Regions from separate parts of the Zea mays genome. Here region 2 is linked to region 1. The links are chromatin contacts, called in public Hi-C maps. All regions are on one chromosome and are shown on one strand. Each heading gives the region's core, a stretch centred on a gene start, on an enhancer-like site or on the middle of the called end of the contact. The rest is flanking DNA. Distances are from core to core; before and after follow the strand shown. Region 1 holds the start of LOC100192537 (UPF0497 membrane protein 7). Region 2 holds the start of LOC100381458.

The links. A called contact is a pair of places that touch in the nucleus more often than the background predicts.
Region 2: a Hi-C map of ear shows a contact between it and region 1, with 1.8 times the contacts expected there. The contact joins the promoter of LOC100381458 here to the promoter of LOC100192537 in region 1. A contact is called at or near these places in 2 of 25 Hi-C or Micro-C datasets (ear and leaf).

The regions. Positions count from the first base shown.
Region 1 is chr2:91,261,205-91,264,645 of Zm-B73-REFERENCE-NAM-5.0, forward strand. It overlaps LOC100192537 (UPF0497 membrane protein 7), which reads left to right and starts at 1,636. Exons shown (of 2, transcript NM_001137756.1): 1 at 1,636-2,085. The coding sequence starts at 1,723.
Region 2 is chr2:91,773,877-91,777,317 of Zm-B73-REFERENCE-NAM-5.0, forward strand. LOC100381458 reads left to right here and starts at 1,775. Exons shown (of 10, transcript NM_001174294.1): 1 at 1,775-2,117; 2 at 2,559-2,791; 3 at 2,888-3,134; 4 at 3,224-3,268; 5 at 3,423-3,441. The coding sequence starts at 2,603.

The DNA.
Region 1 (3,441 bases), core at 386-2,885:
ATATAACAAATAATTAACCATAGAAATTATGATCTCAAATTGATCCATACCAGTATGAATCAAGAGAACATAGAGCATGTGAATTATATAAATCATATAAATACGATAAACATGTATACTGACTGAACAAATGAAAGTAAACAAATAGAAACATAAATAGCATGACTGTAAAATTAAAACAGACAGATCTATCATATTATAATAAGACAGAACAGATAAGATAAAATCATTCGTAAATATGAAACAGCATAGATGAAAATATGAAACATATATAATCTCCAGAACACAAAACAGTAAGTAAATAAACTGATCATACCCTCCTATGCGCTCTGATGATCCAGATCCTTGGCCAGCTTCCTTTGTCATGTTGAAGATGTTTTGGACAGTCGCGTAGACGCTCCCCAAAAACCTAATTGTCGATCCCCCGTGCAAGGTCTCGAACGGCACTGGCTTCGGAGGCACCTGCCCTCTCGCCTCTCTGTGCGCGCAGAGCCACGAGATGGAAATACCCTCACTCGGCGGCTGAACTGTGATTCTAAAAGTGTTTCTCGCGTGTACCGAGTGACAGGGGTGCTCCTCTATTTAACCTCTCGCAGAGGGAAGCTGAAGGAGAAAGGTCGCCGAGTCACGCCGAGAGTCGGCCAGCTCTAGGAGAAAGGTCGCCGAGTCACGCCAAGAGTCGGCCAGCTCTAGCCGAGTTATGCCATGAGTCGGCCAGCTCTCGCCGAGTCACGCCATGAGTCGGCAGCTGAAGGAGAAGGGTCACTCGGCTGGCTGGCGAAGAGACAGGGTCACTCGGCAGACGAAGAGACAGAGTCACTCGGTTGACGTACGCGGTTAGTGAGTGCTAAAAATTAACACAACCACACCACGCCCGCGCCCGCTCGCCTGCCTGCCACGCCCGGCCGGCCGGCCGCGGCGGCGGCGCGCGCGCGCGTGTGGCACGCCCTTGTCCATTTCTTGACTTCTCAAGTTAAATGCAATAAATCCCACCATATAAGTCAAGGCAAAAGACTCTTGGCCTTCCAATGTGGTACTATTGGTATTCTCCACCATTACACACCATAGAGTTTATTCAATAAATAAGCCAAATCCATAAAAGATCCAACAGCCAGTCTGGTTGGAAGCGTGCGTTGAATGGTAGAAGTTCGAAAATGTGTTTATTAGGGAAAACAGGAGAAATTATACCATAATTAGTTACTCCATGGTATTCTTAATTATGTCTAGAACGGCTTGTTTTTTGTGTGTAGAGAACGGTGCAAATTTGGAAATACACAGATGCAACGAGCACAAGTTACTACACAGAATGGCCGTTTCCCAGCAGGCCCAGGCGTCCCGAGGCGACCACGCGACACATCACAGCCGCGCACGTCGCGGGCATGCGCTACACGCGGCCGCGGATTAATGCCGACGGCTAGACGCGACGCACGCACGGCGTGGCCGGGCGCTGTGCCACCAATAGCCGGGGCTGCATAGGGATCAACGGAATCAATCCATCCATCGCCCCCATACGGCACTGCTACCGCGCGCGACATTAACTCCGCGCATTCAAGTCTCCCACTGCGCTCCAACTACCTCACCTCACCCCTCCCCATAAATGCACTGTATCACCCCTGCCTTCCTGCTAGTTCTCCAGAGAGAGCCGGGAGAACTTGGCTGTCTGCCCTGTCTGCAAGTACCTCGTCTTCTTCCTGGAGAGAAAAAGCAGAAGACAATACAAAGATGTCCAAGATGGCGGAGGAGAAGGCGGCGGCAGTGGGCGGACTCGGAGGAGCCGGGGCGGCGGACGCGGCGCAGCAGCAGCAGCTGGCAGCAGGGGAGGCCGCGGCGGCGCGGGTGCGGCCCGTGGAGACGCTGCTTCGCGCGGCACCGCTGGGGCTCTGCGTGGCCGCCATGACCGTCATGCTCCGTAACCAGCAGAGCAACGAGTACGGCGCCGTCGCCTACTCCGACCTGGGAGGCTTCAAGTACCTCGTCTACGCCAACGGCCTCTGCGCTGCCTACTCGCTGGTATCCGCGTTCTACACTGCCGTGCCGAGGCCTGCCACCGTGTCGCGCTCCTGGCTCGTCTTCCTCCTCGACCAGGTCGGTTCTTGCCTCCCGTCTCTGCTCTGCTCTACTCACACTTTTTCACACGGTTCTAGTAGCAAGTTGAGAATGCTCCAAAGAATCTTTTTTTTTTCTTTTTCTGCCAACATCACGTGACGAATTTTACGAGTAATATGACGGTACAAAAGTTTATTCTTCATGTGTTCGTTATATTTTTGTTGTTGTGACCTACTCCTACAATAATCAAGGCTGGATTACTTTGATGATGTTGGAGGATCTGTTCGTTCTACAAAACTCATGCGAAACTCGTGACTGAAGAAACAAATTAACACATGGAAAGAAATTAGCTCTGGCAGAGACTGTATGGCAGCTTATGCGTTGGATTTGTTTTATTTCTACATCCATTTTTTTTCTTGCTTCAGTGTTTCAGCAATTAAAAAAATTACATAACTCATATAAAGCAATTATAATATGTCGATCTATATAGTATACATAATTCATAAAGTTACATGATTTATGAAAAATTACATAATACATATCTTAAATAGTTCTTCTGAACTCTTCTGAGCTAGATTATGAAGATACATTTATATAGTATAGTTATAATATATGGTGGTTTAGTATAATTATAATATATGGTGGTTTAGTTTATAGTTTTTGTTATAGAGGTATATCTATGCTTTTAAATGTTTATTTATATTTGGTAGTTCTAGTGATCTAATTGTGAAAAAAGTTTGTGTGGTAGGCCACGTGCTGCATACTTGCATATTTGTGCTATGGTCAAATTTTTTAGTTTTCATAGAATAAGTATGACTTAGTACATGATTTAAATTGGTTGAGGCTTATTAAACAGTGTATAGTTAAAATAAATATGCAAAAAAGAAAAAATGTAACTAAGGCTTAGTAAAAAAATACGTATGTAAAAAAGAAAAAATATGGTTCCGTACAAATATTGATATGTCTTATAAATATTTAACATGACTATGTTATTATAGAAAGACTTTTAGACTTAAACTCACATATTTTATTGTAAAGAAAATTTATTATTCTATTGTTATAACCCGTTAATCTATAGCATGTCATATTTGTAGAGTGGCTATGTTTTGTTAATATCTGTCAACTATATAATTTCTTATCTAAAATGTAATGTTTGTTCTGCCATCAAATATATAATCTATTAAGTGCATGTTTAATCTTGTGTTACCAAAATATAAGTATATGGTTATGTGAGCATATTTGATGCTTGTGCTACTATATATACTTCATAATTATATGTTGCTCAGTTACATTAAGATTTTAGATTATGTATATGTAATCTCGATTAACCAAACAGTTGATGAACCTTATTGCTATAAATGGCTACATTTACAGTTTTGATTAATACATTATGAT
Region 2 (3,441 bases), core at 525-3,024, 510 kb after region 1:
CAAAGAATAATATAAAAAGTCCTAGTTTATTAAGAAAATATACCAGGTTGTCACATCTAAATACCAGGAAAAATACCCATTAGGGCAGTAGCCACTTTTAAATAGGAGGTGTAGTTCAATATGCCCTTTTGCCCTAGTTTTTGTTATTTTTTTCTAGCACAGATTCTAATTAGTTTTTATCTCAAATTTTTAGGACAACCTAGTTTGGCCAGTGATAATCCACTATAAGTTTTACATAATTATTGGAATTTTCTAAATAGCAGTTGTAGCTGAAATCACCCTTAAAAGCAGAATTAAGGGCTAACCAATGTTCATTAGGTAACTTAAACAAAAACCTAACTAAGCCTTCACTAAATTCTTAGGAGGTTAGTTAAGTCTCAAACCACCCTTTATTCCTTTGGTCAACCTTTAATCTAGACCACTAGGTCCACACTGCTGAAGGACTTAATTAATAAGAAGAAAACCCTAACCTTACTGAGTGACTTAGTGATACTCAACCTAGCATCATAATTATCATTTTTGCATATCATAGTATACATGTATATTATACATTGCATTCATTAGATTGCAACCTCACTAACGGAGAGTATGTCCTCATCCCGGAGCAAGGAGTTGCCCGGGAAGAAGTCCAGGAGCCAGCTCCTGAACATGCCACAGAGGATCTCCCTACAGCCGCAAAATTTGAAGGAAAGCCCGATATTATGCATAACTGTTATATATGCTATTTTACTGCACTTAATGTTTGTAGGCTTGTATTGTGCAATTAAGTATAGGAGTTGCTTAAAACTCTAGATAATGAACTCAGGATCATTATGAGATAAAAACTAGTATGCGGTCGAGTAGCTGCTATGCTAATAGAGGATCTTGGTAGAAGCCGAGTGATTTTTCTAGCACTCATGTCAGGTTAAGAATTGATTGTATTCATCTTGATAATGGGAGTTGTTGGTCACTTGTTTTTAATTGTTGTGAATTAAAAACAATGCAACACAATGTTAAATATTAAGGGCCTTCATCCTTGGGGCATTATCTTCCTCAGAGATAATGGTCCTTGGATGAAAGTAATGATGAGTGTTTGATTTCACCTTCAAACAACCTTTCTTCAAAGGTTATTTGTAGGTGACAATTTGTGACAGGATGAAAGTATTTATATTCAGTAAATGAAAAACGAACTATAAAGGATAAACCCTCTATTTTATTCATATTTATATATCTTTAAGATCATACCACTACAACAAATCATGTAATCTATGACGGATTTCTCTTGACGTTTATAAAAAACGTCACTAATATGCTACCATTTGTGACAATCATATATTTTTCGTCATAGACCCACAAGCCCAAATTTCCTAGCCCAAAGTATGGTGACGTTCACTCAAAATCGTCACAGATCATTAGATATGAAACGTAACAATTTATCCCATGGTACATGATGCCACTATGACAAAATAAAAACCGTCATGGTACAACCAAGCAAAAAAATGCCATTAGTCAGCCACCTTATTAGCTCATTGCAGATTGGGCCCATGTGTCAGGTATGAATTGCAAAGGTATTAAACCAGGAAAAAAAAGAATCCAGCAAAAGAGAATCGTCACCAAGGGATTCGAACCTGAGACCTCCTACAAGGAACCCGCCAGACTTACAACTAGGCTACTCATGCGACTTTGCTACCAGTCATATGTTATATCATTTTGTATATAAAATTTTACATTCTATTCTGCACACTTAACAAAACCGCCTAGATTGGATTCGTCCCCAATTCTCTGCCTCCGCCGCCAGGACGACGGCAAATCCGCCCACGCAAAATATCAGCCCAAGTGCCCATCGCCCAAGCTTCCTAGCTCACCCGCCGCCACCCACTAGCCAAATTCCCCATCCCTCTCCTGCCGCCACCCATCAGCCACATCTCTCCCTCCTACTCCCTCTCCGGCAGCCATCATCAGACAAGATCCCTCCCCCACCATCGAGCCATGTCGAGTCGAGTGCATCTTCTGCAAGCACGGCCATCTTACGAAACCCTAGCTGGCTCGAAGGACCACTACTGTCCGGCGCCCTGAACAACTTGGCATGATGCCGACGAAGGGTGGAGCAAACAAATCACAATGACATCGGGTAGTAGGTATATCACTCAACTCATCTCTCACTCTTAACTCCATCGATCGGAGTATTTAATTGGGTTTCACAACACGCAACACACCATTATGGAAAACTTCATTGCTACCTATACAGTTATCATCATTGACACTAAAGTACGGTTTGTTGTAGATATTGGAAGTTTTAAGAAGCAGTGACGACAATATATTTCCCGTTATGATAGAAAAATAGAAAAGTCGATTAAAATACAAAGTCAGCCCAACTGCCGGCTAGATAAATAGACTTGTTAAGTTCGTTTGTGTACATAAACTTCTTGACATGACTAAACACTTGGGGGTCTGTTTATCTAGGCTAATGTTTTCTTTTTAAATTTTGTCATTTAAAAGATTCTGAAGAAATCCTGTTTATCTAATGCATCATATATGTGTCCTTATCATTATGTTGTTCTTGTTTTCTCTCATCTTAGATCCACCATTGCATCCCTATGAAGAGGAGCGCCTTAGACAATGTATGAGGAACAATTCGAGGTTGCAACAACTTGGAATTCCTGCTTTAGTCAGCATGTGTGGGAACATAAATTCCATCTCTAGGAACAAAAAGCCAAATAACAGGGATAATGAAGATTCTGAATCTGAGTATGATCCTTCACATGACGATTCTATTGAAGGGGATTTGTTTGACCATGATGATCATAATAAGGTGATGGTTCCTCTTTCTTATTAGGGATGCATTTGTTTACTTGCTATTCAAATATGTCCATCTACTTTATTGATTGATTCATGCCTCCATTTCTAGAAGGGCTCAAAGGACACTAACAGAAGAACTATTCACATGGCTCCTGGTGGAATCAAGCCTCGAACTAAGAGAGTTTATGCAGAGCAACATACTACTAGAAATACAAGGTCAAAGAAAAGCATTGCTCAGCCTGACACAAGTCTAACACGAAGTGACATCTATGTGCCACCACCCTCGCTATCTCATTTGACCCAAGTTGGAGAAGTTGCTCGTAGCATTGAAAACCATAGAAAGACTAGTGTTGAAGGCTAGTTTTGTACTATGTTTCTTAGACTTTCATTCTATTAGTTGTGATTGCATGATGAATGCACTCTTACTGATTTCCTTTTATTTCAGCTAATGGCCCTACCCAGGTTGACAACACCCACATGGCCAATCGAGGTGAGGCCATTGCTCCACCTAATAAGGGGCACAACCAGATTGGCAACCCTAATGGGCACAACTAGATTGACATCGGCGATGATGAATTCTTACTACCATTATATTACTTTGATTGTATTGTGAGTGCATTCTTACTGTCTTCCTTTTTTAGAAGATGGCTTTGACCAATTTGA